Linked DNA regions of Anser cygnoides: region 2 is linked to region 1. A link is a contact called in public Hi-C data. All regions are on one chromosome and are shown on one strand. The core of a region is the stretch at or near the end of the contact, and the rest is flanking DNA. Distances in the headings are between cores, read along the strand shown. Region 1 holds the start of HSPA8 (heat shock protein family A (Hsp70) member 8). Region 2 overlaps GRAMD1B (GRAM domain containing 1B).

What was found. A called contact is a pair of places that touch in the nucleus more often than the background predicts.
Region 2: a Hi-C map of liver shows a contact between it and region 1, with 4 times the contacts expected there. The contact joins the enhancer-like site here to the promoter of HSPA8 in region 1. A contact is called at or near these places in 2 of 7 Hi-C or Micro-C datasets (both in liver).

The regions. Positions count from the first base shown.
Region 1 is chr21:5,862,928-5,869,022 of Taihu_goose_T2T_genome, reverse strand. HSPA8 (heat shock protein family A (Hsp70) member 8) reads left to right here and starts at 4,040. Exons shown (of 9, transcript XM_048063429.2): 1 at 4,040-4,195; 2 at 4,947-5,156; 3 at 5,652-5,857; 4 at 5,953-6,095. The coding sequence starts at 4,952. CLMP (CXADR like membrane protein) reads left to right here. Exons shown (of 8, transcript XM_013187229.3): 8 at 1-593.
Region 2 is chr21:5,961,594-5,968,030 of Taihu_goose_T2T_genome, reverse strand. All of the region lies in intron 1 of GRAMD1B (GRAM domain containing 1B), which reads right to left. Among named protein-coding and RNA genes, the nearest start is that of GRAMD1B, 6.1 kb to the right of the region's middle. Within about 2 kb of position 5,165, at least 1 of the 3 cell types and tissues checked has open chromatin away from gene starts, as enhancers often do. A contact at or near this core is called in liver, where this site is marked.

The DNA.
Region 1 (6,095 bases), core at 2,791-5,290:
AAAACCGCTCCCGGCATGGAATTTAGATGTATGGTCCTGGCCAGAAAGCGTGGTGATTTAAAATCATTAAGTCTGAAATGAAGTGGTGCTTTTCAGTCTGCACACCGGTGATCTCACAGGTGAGCACCAAATCAATTCCGCGCTTCAGTTGCTAGCACAAAGCCCAAAAGAGAAAAGTTCATTACTCAAAGGAAATATGAGAGAGAGATCATTTCTAAGGGATTTTATTTTCAAAGGGACGTTTTCTGGGCTCCAGATGATGCTATCAGGAGTTGCACAAGGGAAACAAATGAACCATAAGCCAAACTCTGTTTTGTAAAATAGTGTACTTAAAACATTTACTGTCATATACCAGTTATTACTAGTGTGATTAAATGCATACAATTTTATGTAGCTTTCTTTTGTCTCAGCTGCTAAACTGAGCTTACATCTCTTCTATCTGCTATACTTGGTGTACTTGTACTGTCTGAACAACTCAGAGGAAAGCAAATATTTATTATTGATTCCTTTGAATCAATGATTTCGTAATTTTTTTTTGGTTGGTTGTTTTATAAATAAATATGCTGCAGCTGAAGTGCTGCAGCTCAACTAAACTTGTGCTAATGCTCTGTCTTCTGTGCTGTGATATGTTGTATGCTGTCGAGTTGAATCCAAGAAAAAAGATACGGGGGTAAAAATACTATTTTTAAGCTAAGAAGGACTATGTGCACATTTGTGTAGAAACTGCAGGGAAGCTGCAGCTTTTTCTTTGGGATTTGTTCAGTCTAAATTATGTGACATGGTATGAAATAGTGAAATCTCGGGTGGATCGAAGTAAATCGAGTTTTGACTTCCATGCAGCTATTTCACCTGAGATGTTCTGGCTGAGGACATAGCCACTTCAGGCTAATATGGTAAATACTGCCAGTGCAGACACAGCACAGATAAAAATCTCACAGCAACACTGCTCTCCTACTCCCACATACACAGGGCTTGCTTCTGAGCCACCCTGTGCGTTTCAGTTCATCTCCTGAACCGTGCATGAGATGACAGTGAAACCTTGAACAACTAAGGGCTGTTTTCAGACAGCTTAGATCTCGTCTGCAGATAAACATTTTGAACTAGCTAACAGGAATCTCCAGTCGTGGAGATGTAGGTGGAATTTAGGCTAACTAAATATGACCGTGGTTGATTTCCTCTCACAATGCTTTCAGCCTTCTTTCCCTCAGGGTGTTCTGCGCAAAGGTCTCACATCAGCAATCCTCTCTACAGAAATCTGGGAGTAAAAGTTGCAACATAATTAAATTACACAGCATTTAAAACAGTGACAGCAGTGGTCTCATAGGTGTGCCCTTCTGTCTATCCCTGATTCATGGGGAAAGGCTGTTACTGGCTCACTCCTGAGTTGATGACATCCAAAATCCTGATTAGGCGATATGCATTTCAAGAGGAGTTGTGCAATTGCACGCTTTTCTACAGTATCAGGAATCTTGGGTTATTTTTACCCTGGCTCAGTTTGTACCGCCGTGCTGAAGGGGAAGAACATGGGGGGAAGGGGAAGGGCTGCATTAGAACTGCATCATTTTCAAACTTCAGCTGGGGCGTGCGGTTGCCAGAGGTGTGTAAGTAACAAATGCCGTTACTGTGAATAGGAAGCATGCCTTTCACAATCTCCCCTCTCTACCTACCTCTGTTTTAAACGTGCTTGATCTGCAATGTATAAAACTGGCTTAAAAAAAAATAAAAAATGTTGGCATTCATCGTTTAAGAAAACAAAACAAAAACCCACACCACAAAACACTTGGCAGTGTCCAGCCTGCTGGGCCTTAATTTTTCTGATTCGCAATAAGCGGGCTACTTTAGTCAAGTGTGTTAAAGAGCCTTTAATTTCTAATGTAATGAGTCATTTGCTAGACTGCTCTCCTCCCCGCACTGACTCACTGGTTCCTTAGGCTGCCTTCCCTTGCCATCATCAGTCCATTGTGCAAAGTACAGTTGCACATCTGAGTGTCATTGCTTTATTTCAAAGTGCTGGTAGTACTATTCTTAGGTCCTACTGAAATCTTGCTTGTGATTTAAAAAAAAAAAAAAGCGCAGGCAATGCCTTGCTGGCAGCACAGCTCCCCTGAGACCTGGTGTGCAATGCACTGGTGCAAACTGGGGGGGCTCTCGAGGGCAGCCCAGGAGCAGATTGCTCAGCAGCCTGTACTCCGCTCAGGGTGGAGCAGCCTTGCATGCCATCCCTGGTCAGCATATGGGATTCATATTGCCCCTTATTGGTGGCTCATATTGCCCTTTACCTTTAAAGGCACAGGGGAGTTCCCTTATTTCCAGGTCAGTGCCTCAACCCAGCTCCTTTTTGTGCCGCACCTCCCATCTCTCTGACCATGTGCACCCAAATTCCAACCCGTGGTGCTGCCTTCTGTGCTCACCCAAAGGTCCCAAAACAGGTTCCAGTGCACGGCAGAGCACAAATCACAGCCACAAACTACTGAGGGCTGTGGGTCAGCACTTGCCACATGCCAGCTCCTACCCGGTGGTAGGCAGCAGTAGGAACCTGCCCATTAGTGGTCCGATAACAAGCTACAAGCAGCAGCTGATTCAGGGTGACTGCGTCATGTTCTCCAGTAGACATAACCCAAGCTCACTACAGAAGGAAGATAAGCTCACAGCTTTCTGGCTCGGGGTGCAGGCAGCGAGGTACCACAGAGGACACGCAGTCATTTGGAATAAGGCTGAAGGAAGAGATTTGTTACTCCCCTCTCCCCCCCCCGCAAAGAACTGGACTTTAAGCAGTTAACAAGAATGTGGAATTCTATATATATATATATTTATTTATTTATTTTCCTCCCTTGCACCTTTTCCTACTGCCTAAGTGTACAAACACGTGGTTAGGATTCACTTTTTTCACTGGGCATTTTATGCCATGTGAACATGGGATGCAATTCACAGCAGTGCTGATGGGGCCGGGGCTGGATTATGACCCCTGACCAGCTGTCAGCCTCCAGCACCACGACCAGGTGAAGGTTTGCAGTCCTCCGTCTGCTTGCTTTACCCCAAAACTGGCCGGAGGGGAACCTGAACAGCCAATTTTCCCGTCTTGAGCCTCTGTTTCTTTTCTGCTGGAAACACCAAGAGCATGCACTGTGGGTAGCACTGATGTACAAAGAGGTATGAAATGATGTATGAAGAGCTCCTTGCTTGGTTCGCTGCATTAAGAGGTGCTTACGGGCAGGGGAAGCTAAGACTAGAGATGCTGAGGCCGGACTGTGCTCTGTGGAGAAAACAGCTTCGCCCTATGACACGGTGGACAACAGCCTGGGCTGCTCTGCCTGAGCAAGAAGCATGGCGCGGAAGGGAACGGACACCGCTGTTTTCACCTCCTTGCAGAGGCCAGGGAGGGCTGGCACGGACACGGGGCCGGGAAAGGGCAGCGGGGCCGGCAGGAGCAGCTGCTGCGGGAAGGGACGGAGCGAGGGGCTGGGGCCGGAGTAAGGGGCTGGGGCCGGAGCAAGGGGCTGGGCCTGGAGCAAGGGGCTGGAATAAGGCCAGGTCTCGCCCCGCGGGGCCGTGCCCCAATTAAGCCGGGGCCGTGCCGTTAATTGCCTTTAACCCGGCCGGCCGGGGACTCCAGGCCCAAGGCGGCGGCCGCGGGGCGCCGCCATCTTGTCACCCCCGGCCCGGCGCTATGCAAATGAGCCCCCCGGCACCGCCACCCCCATTGGTCGCTCCCAGCCCGGGGCGCGGGAAAAATGCAAACGAGCCTGCGGCGCCGCGCTGCCATTGGCTGCCGTTCGCGCCCTCGCGCGCCCCTCCAGCCGGTGCCGCCACCCGCGCGCGGCCGCTGGAGGGCTCCGATTGGCTCCCGCGCGCGGGAAGCCCCGCCCCTTTCCGTAGCGGGCGGGGGACGAGCGGAGCGGGGCGGTGGGCGGCGGGGGGAAAGCGCATGAAGGTTCGAGAATACCGGCCGGCCGGCGGCCACGCCCCTTTCCTGCTTGCGTCACAGAGGGTGTGGGTTCCGGCGGGCTTCCATTGGCGGAAAGGTCCGCGGGCCGCGCGAGCGGATTGGCCGGGGCCGAGAAAAGGGGCGGGCCCTTCTGGAAGGTTCTGCGGGGGTATATAAAGACGGCCGGGCGGGCGCCGACCGCTCTCATTCAGCAGCCGCCCGTTAGCAGCGTAGCTCCCGTGCGCGCCAGCTGCCGCCCGCGCCGCTCAGGTAACGGGGCTGGGGTGCTTGAGGGCGGTCTGAGGGGCTTGGGGGTGCCTCTGGGGGGACCAGCGGTTTGTGGGGAGCGAGGTTGGGCGGTGGGGTGGGTGAGGAGCGGGGAGCAGGGCCTGGCCGCTGCGGTCTGAATTCGCTTGGGGGGAGAGGGGGCTCCGCAGAGTGGCGTTCACTGAGCTCCGATTTCTTTGCCCGCATGTAACGGCGGCTCCGCATCGGTTCTTTTAAAAGGGGGCTGGGAAAGGGGGAGGGTGTGGGTTCTTGGTGTAATCTCCGCGGTCCCATGGGGAGCGAGGAAGCCGGGCTTGCCGCTCGGCCCTCGAGGGCTTTGGGCCGGCCCTGCCCCCCCCCCCTTCCAGTCGCGTTCCGTCGCAGCGAGCCTGGGGCCGCGCCAGGCCCCGCGGGCTGCCAAGCTCGGCCCACGCGCGGCGGAGGGGCCGCTTCCCTGCGCCCAAAATGGCGGTCGGCGCCACGTGATCCCCGCGGGGCGGGGCATGATGGGAAATGGAGTCCGCGACCATGTGGCCGCACCGCGTGGCTGGGCGCCGGCACCCGGGTGTTTTAAATACCTTGCCTATGTTCCCTGAACAGTAGACGCTATTAAAACAGGAAATACCAGAAAAACTATTCCTCTTAAATAAATATTTTTTAAGGGGTTTTTAGTAAGATTTGAATTGGCAACGGAATGTGTAGATAAGAACTACAAGCCACTAACCATACCTTCTGGTGTCTTCTATCTTTTCAGACAAGATGTCGAAGGGACCAGCTGTCGGAATCGATCTTGGCACCACCTACTCCTGTGTTGGCGTGTTCCAACATGGGAAGGTGGAGATCATTGCCAATGACCAGGGGAACCGGACCACGCCGAGCTATGTCGCCTTCACAGACACAGAGAGGTTGATTGGCGATGCTGCAAAGAATCAAGTTGCAATGAATCCCACCAACACAGTCTTTGGTAAGAAGGCTACAAGATTTGCGTGTAGAGACCTTACCACTGTGATAGTTAATGTGGGCTGCTGGTATGTAGCAGGGGTTGTGATTTCTCTTAAACTTAAAAGCCTAGTGTTTTAGTCAGAATGGGAAAATTGAGTTAAGGATGGCCAAGTTCATACTAGGTATTAGGGAACTCCATGCTCTGAAGTCAAACTTGTCTTTCTGCAGACTGTTATTTGGTGGCAAGTGTTAAGTGGCCTTGACTGATTTACCAAGTGGTTCATAGCCTCTACTTTGGCTTACTGTGCAGCACCAGTAGCATTGCTGCATTGGCTGACACAAGTCTCTGCATTTCACAGCAAACATTTTGAGTTATTACCTCTTGGAGGTTTTGGCAAGGCAGTAATTCCAGATAAAGTACAGCATTATAGAGGCTTTCATACAGTCTTTCTAGGATGAACTTGATGTTTCTGTGCTGGGAATGAAATGTTTTAATATGGTCAACTGGCTTTTCCAGATGCAAAACGGTTGATTGGGCGTAGATTTGATGATTCTGTTGTCCAGTCTGATATGAAGCACTGGCCTTTCACTGTGGTGAATGATGCTGGCAGACCAAAAGTGCAGGTGGAGTACAAAGGAGAGACAAAGAGCTTCTATCCAGAAGAAATTTCTTCCATGGTTTTAACCAAAATGAAGGAAATTGCAGAAGCATACCTTGGGAAGGTAAGGCATATGACTTGAGCCAAATGTAACAAATTGTTATGTGGTTGTGAGGTCATCAACACCTAAAACACAATTTTTTGGCTTTTTTTCCCCAGACTGTTACTAATGCTGTAGTCACAGTACCAGCCTATTTCAATGACTCCCAGCGCCAGGCCACAAAAGATGCTGGAACCATTGCAGGGCTCAATGTGCTGCGAATTATCAATGAGCCGACAGCTGCTGCTATAGCCTATGGTCT
Region 2 (6,437 bases), core at 3,916-6,415, 98 kb before region 1:
AGCACAGGGTCTCTAAGTCTTAAGTAAAGAAATCATCGCTGACTTGGCATTGTCAGAAGACAAAGTGTTTAAACTTTTTTCTCTACAGAGTCTGTTGCTAATCCTGCCTGGGGTAGTTTGGGTTTTTCAGCACAAAGGCTGACATTATTACTTGCAAGCTATTAAGTATAATCTCTCCTAATCCAGGTAAATTTGCTCTTTAGTCAGAGCCTTTCAGTATTTATGCTCTGAATACTCAGGATGAGGTTACAGCAACTCCAAATTCTATATCCGCTTCAATGAAGTCTCAGAATTCATGAAAAGATGTAAGAATTACCAAACTGATGCTTATGCACTTGTCAAAGCAAGTTTATGAGAACAACCCACTGGCATTTTTAGTATTTTAAAGAAAGTTCACTGTTTCTTCTAAGTACCCTACAGGGAAAGTGACCCAGGGGAGTCCATAACAGACAGTAGACATTGTGAGAAGAGAATGTAGCTCTGGACACCTCAACTGGAAGCTAAAAGGATTTGCAAGTCGTTTATAAGCAATGCTTCGAAGTTGTGTCAACAAAAGGAGACTCCCCAAGTCTTAACATGACCTTTAAGCATGCCTGATTTGACAAAAATTACTTGCCCTCTGTACACCAGTTTCCTTATGCATAGTATAGGGATAGTGTAAAAAGCCCTGATGCCCATAAGCTATAAGAACTGCTAGGGCAAAACATCATCGCTGAAAGGTAACTTCTAGTACAGGTGAAGTCTCACTCCTCTCCCTAGAATGTGCAATTGCAGGACAAACTAATGCTAAATGGGTTTGACCTTAACAGGCAAACATAGCACAAACATTTCAAGTGTGAGGAAAGGTGTACTGACTTCAAAGAAAGGACAGCGGAAATGTCAAACTGAAGTTGCATCAGGTGAGATTTCCCTGGAGATATTTAAGAGATATATGGACATGGTGCTTCAGGACAAGGCTTAGCCATGACTTGGTGGCATTAGATGATTAGTGGACTTGCAGACTTGTGTCTTTTCCAACCTAAAAGATTCTATGGTTTTACAATTGAGCAAAGGAAGGAAACAGACAGGGGTCAGGTGATAAATATAAATCTGGTTAGTGTCTCATTCTGTTTACCTCTAAATACTTTTTATTTTAAGTCTCAGCACAGGAGGAAGGAGGAATCTGCAGGAGGCTTGCCTCACTTCAATGCATGTGCGTATTTCATATTTTCTTAGAACAGCATCAGAAGTTTTCAGACTTCTGAGCAACCTAGGGCTCAAGCCTATTTGTTGCTCTGCTTGCAGTAACTATTTACTAGGCGCAGAGCTCCTATTTTTAGGATCACAGATACCCTGCTCACCTCATCACACCACTGTCTCCACAGTATCTCCACAGTACCTGGGCTTAGCAGGTGAAGATAAACTCAAACACCTAAGCTTGACACCAACTGCAGCTTATCAGCTCACAAAACAAGGCAGCTCTGCCCTGCCTAAGCTCTACCAAAACACACTAGTGTCCTTTTAAAACTCCCAGTTACTGCTCCAAGGCCACAATCCCTGAAGCATGTCTTCATATGTAGCTCAGACACTGCAGCTTTTCACAAAATGTTACCTGGATGCAAATGTCCCAGACTCACTGTACAAAGCATCGTGCCAGCTTGGCGGTGCAAGGCACTGGTGTTCAAAGAAAGCATCCAAGTGTATCAATACTACCACGAAAGTTAAAAAAGGAGACTTTGCTCCAATACATATGTGTGAATATTGGTCTTTACCAAGCTGTTTTGACAGCTAGACAACGTTTATGCAGAGGTGCATCCATAGGTGCCACCAGCAGAGTGCTCAGTTTGTGCACCCCAAATTAAGAAATTCTCTCTTGGAATCTTAAAACACTCAAGGAAACCTGCCTCTGGTTCATAGCACAGTAATACCGGTATCCTGGCCAGCAGCCTTAAGACTTAGATGTTAAGATTAAGGATTCTAAGGATTAGACCCTAATGAATTTAAAAAAGGATCACCATGTCTCTCACTCTCCACAGGAACTTTTCTTTAATTCAGGATAAAAGCATGCATTGTTCCACGTGTGCGTAGTCCCTTAGGCAAAGGCAATTCTTTTTTCTTGAAGGCAGCAGCACATTTTAAAGTAACCCATTATACTACAAAAAATAATAGTTAGCAGATGTCTAGAAAAGCAATTGCTTTCAGGACAGTACAACTCCCTCCATTTTAAAAAAGTTTATGACAAATACATGCATATTTGTAGATAACACAGGTACATCTAAAGGCTGTATTCTTAGCCCTTTGTCATGCTAGATGTTGCCATGTGGGCTGTTCCGTGCAGTCTAGAAGATGCCACCTTTGCACAAGGTCCTTTATTTGAACTTGCCCTCTGCCTCACAACAGTTGTACTCAAGTTGTTTCTAAAAACTGCAGTCCAAAGTCCCAGTCAGGAGCCTTGCACATAAATAACCTCAGGTATTTAAGTAACTGTTTCAAGGAACTTAGAATGGAACGGGTATACCTCATCTACCTCCCTCAATTTTCTGTCTGTAGTTCAATCTCCTTGCCTTTCTGGCACTCAAATATTCTGCCTGCAAATACTGCAAGCTGAAAAGATCATGAATCATTTGGGGACAAAAAGCATATTAACCCAGCAGTGCTCTCTCCTAGGGCCCGCCTCAGCCAACCAGCAAGTCATTAGCTGCAGTTTTATCTCGATCACAGCAGTGCAGAGCTGTTCCTTGATTAATCTTGTATTTCAATGCTGATTGTCTGATGATATTTAAGTCTATTTGTCCTCTTTCCCTTCCACAGAGCTAATGAAAATTGTAAAGAAAGAGTAACAGAGTTCCAGGAGTGAATTCTTCTATGGTATCATCAAATAACCCAATACATACACTAGGACATGCAAGCATATGAATACTGTTCTTCCTGACCTCCCATTGCAGATTTTCCACATGAAAGTTGCTTTCAATGAAAGATATCCCATATTCACAGGAGAGGAACTGAAGTGGAGAAAGCATGTGGCTATACTGCAGTCACTAGGCCTGATAACTAGGCAGAGTTACTGTAACTGACCTAGTTAGAAATGGAAATGTGTGCAAGAAAGCCGCAGAACCTCACACTCGATCAATGCTACAGCCTACACCAGAACAGGGAGCTTTGGTTTCACTGCCGTGCCCAGCTGTGCTCAGTCCTGCCAAAAGCTAAGATCTCTCTAAGCAGTAGTTTCTGAGCTCCCTGGTTGGTTTAGCATCAGATGAGTAAGGCTTGTGGGAAGACATCTTCCTTCCCTGTGCATGCTCTGTTCCATATTTTATACAGTTAGCCCGAAAACTAAGCCTGTCACATCATGTAAACTGTTCCTTTCAGGATGTGTTCCCTCTTTGCTGAAGGGCAAAGGGCAGCAAGGTTCCACAGCTCGGGGGTCTTTGCCCTTTCTACTGTGTCATGTGTCACAACGATGAGTGTCACACCACAGGGAGAGACGACAGCTTGTTCTTTTACATTAGCTTCTCTTGGATCACACCAGGGCTGGATATGGTCATAGTTATCTCTGAACAGCATTTCCAATCCCTCTTCCTTCCAATGCAGTATAGATAGGAAGCAATTAGCACTGCATGATATATTTATCTCACAGGGAAAAGGCAGGGAAAAGAAAAACACTGTTTGTGTGTGTACATCATAGGAAAGCATAGCAAACCATGACACAAAACATGGCAGCTACAAGGCTAGAACACAGCACGGTCCCTCTAATTTATTGCCCTTGCCCTGTTGTGAGCATGGCAGTGTGTTACACAGCAATCTCCACAGCACACACACCAAGTTTTCCCTTGTCTCTAGCACATAAGGGCACATGCCCACAAGCACAACATTTTCCATCCCTTACAAGACTCACTCCGTTTTAAGTCCAAGTATCATCACCCTTATAAAAAAAAAAAGCAATTGCTTGGTGTCCATCTTGCCCAACATCCAAGATCTAAGAGTGGAAAAAGTTAAGTGGGAGAGGAGGCAGAAAGATATGGGCATGTGTGAAAAGTGTTGGAAATAGCATCAAGCTGATAACAGAAATAAAGCTGTGGATCAACGGGAACTAGACTGGCAATACAGTTGAAAAGCGTGACACATATGTTTGTTTACAGATAGGAGACACTGAAGTCCACATAGGTCACCACCCACATTTTGGGTATCCTGTAGTGGTAGAATACCAGATTTTGATTGTACAGCACCATTTTCAGTGCTCAAGAGACTCCAGAGCAACACTAGTGTAGCACACTGCAGAATTAGGGACTTACAAACCCACAGCACTGCTGTGCAAGGCTGACTAACCCCAACAAAAACAATGAAGCATTCTCTGCAGTAGAACAGCACATCAGCAGGCACTGTGCTGCCACAGGCAGTAGGGCTACCATTTTGTTTTGTATCCAGCTTTCGAGTCAAATCCTATAACTGTACATGAGAAAGCAGTTAGAAATAGTCTGACAGTATTCAAAGCTAATTAAAGGGGTGCAGAATGTGAAGTCTTACGGGCAGTCACTGGTAAAGCTACCACAAGCGAGACACTGTCTCTGAGAAGTCTATCTAAGCACTCTAGAGCAAAAAGAAACTATAGTGCTGGATTAGTTATTGCTTCCAGACTAACTACTTAAGGTGTTACTCTGTGTAGTTGTAATGAAAGCCAGATAACCTCCATCTGGTATTTATCATTACAACATCCTCTAGGATGCTGCTGTTACCCCCATTTTGCCTTCCAGCAGCTGAAGACCAGCAAGGCTAACATTTAACAGTAGACGCCCAGCTACCAGCATATCATAAAATGGCTGACCTTAAATGACTTGCTTACAGTCCCTCCAGTGGTCAACAATGGAGCAGGGCCAAAACAAAACTCTAAGTGTCCTATTGCTAACTCTCTAACCAGCTGGTCATTTTATCTTTAAACAAAGCTTAAAATATAGATCACGCTGTTCATCTCCCCTGTAAGAACAACAGACTCGATCCTGCCTTTCATGAACAGTAGAGCTAGACAGCGGACTACAAGACTACAAGATCAAGAACAAACTTAATTTGCACACTTGTTGGCTTCAACATCTGAAATGCAATGAAATTCAGCATATGTACCCAGTTACTGACTGCACACTGGGTCCAGTTTCAGTTCCTATACTGACTTTATATCCTATAAAGAAACTTAGAGATCCAGTATTAAAACAATGCCTTTAGCCTATTCTGCACCTGCTTCCTCCAATCAAGATTTATCAGAGCACAGAAACACGGGAGAGTTGAAATTGGCATTTCATTTCTGTAGAAACTTTTTTCAATATACAATGCCGTTCTGAAACTTGCAGCAATTTATTAGTAAACTTGTGTACTACAGCTCTGCATGAAACAGCTTGGGACAGGCATGAAACGAATTGTGCAATGAGCATTTATCTGTATTAGGAGATTGATACACACAGGTCAAGTTCATGGGAAGGCAGCATACGTGACATGACAGTATGAAAGAAGGGAAACATCTTGCTCTGCAACACACATGAGCACTGGGCATAGAAGCATTTAAGCATAATGCACAGACATGCTGAACATACATATTGACAACTAGAGTTAAAAATCAGACTTGGGTTTGATCCAAAAATAAAACATGCCATGAAAGCTCATGAGTACGATTGCATTCCTCAGGTCAAGCAGACCTGAGCTTTCTCACTCATGTTTTCCTCTATGGCTCCTCTTCCTACTGCTGTTTTACCTTACAGCTCAATCCAAATGAGTTTCAAGTTCTTCCTTAACCAAGAGCCCAGAACTCTAGCACCTCTATCTCTATCAAATTTGGCTGAAGAATGGAAATGAGTAAAGCTTGGCTTTTGAATCATGTTTATTAAAAAAAAAAAATACACAGCAGAGTGGGAATATAGCCATAGTTTAGTTATTTCTAAATCACACAATTAAAAAATGAGCAGATACTTCAAAAATATTAAGCAGCTATATTAAGCAAGTTCTTGAACTCACTGCTTATTAACATCTGATATTACAATCCAGCTACAAGAATAGTATTTCCTGGGAAAAAAAAAGTCAACTATTAGTTGTCTTTTATAAATGAAACCTTTATTGGAAGTGCGACCAAAAATGATTATTACCTATTGGCTCTTGCACTTTAAATGCAGTCAAGACCACTTCCTGGGAATATGGGAATGACATCTTTGCCTCCAAGATTCAGAATTTCTTCAAGATGCAAGGTAATCAGAATTATACATTTTCTGCCCTTTGGCAACAAGCACAGCCTTTCCATAAATAGCTCCTAGCTCTAGAACTCCCTTGCTAGTTAGCATCCTGTGGTAGGTATTACAGCCTGTACGGATCATCCAGGTCAAAAACCACATTCCTGCTCAAGTGAATTAGCAGAATCCTTTTTCCTTAGTGAAATTTAAGCAAAAAAGACACTTAAAGCCAACTATAAGGCATGGTGTTTG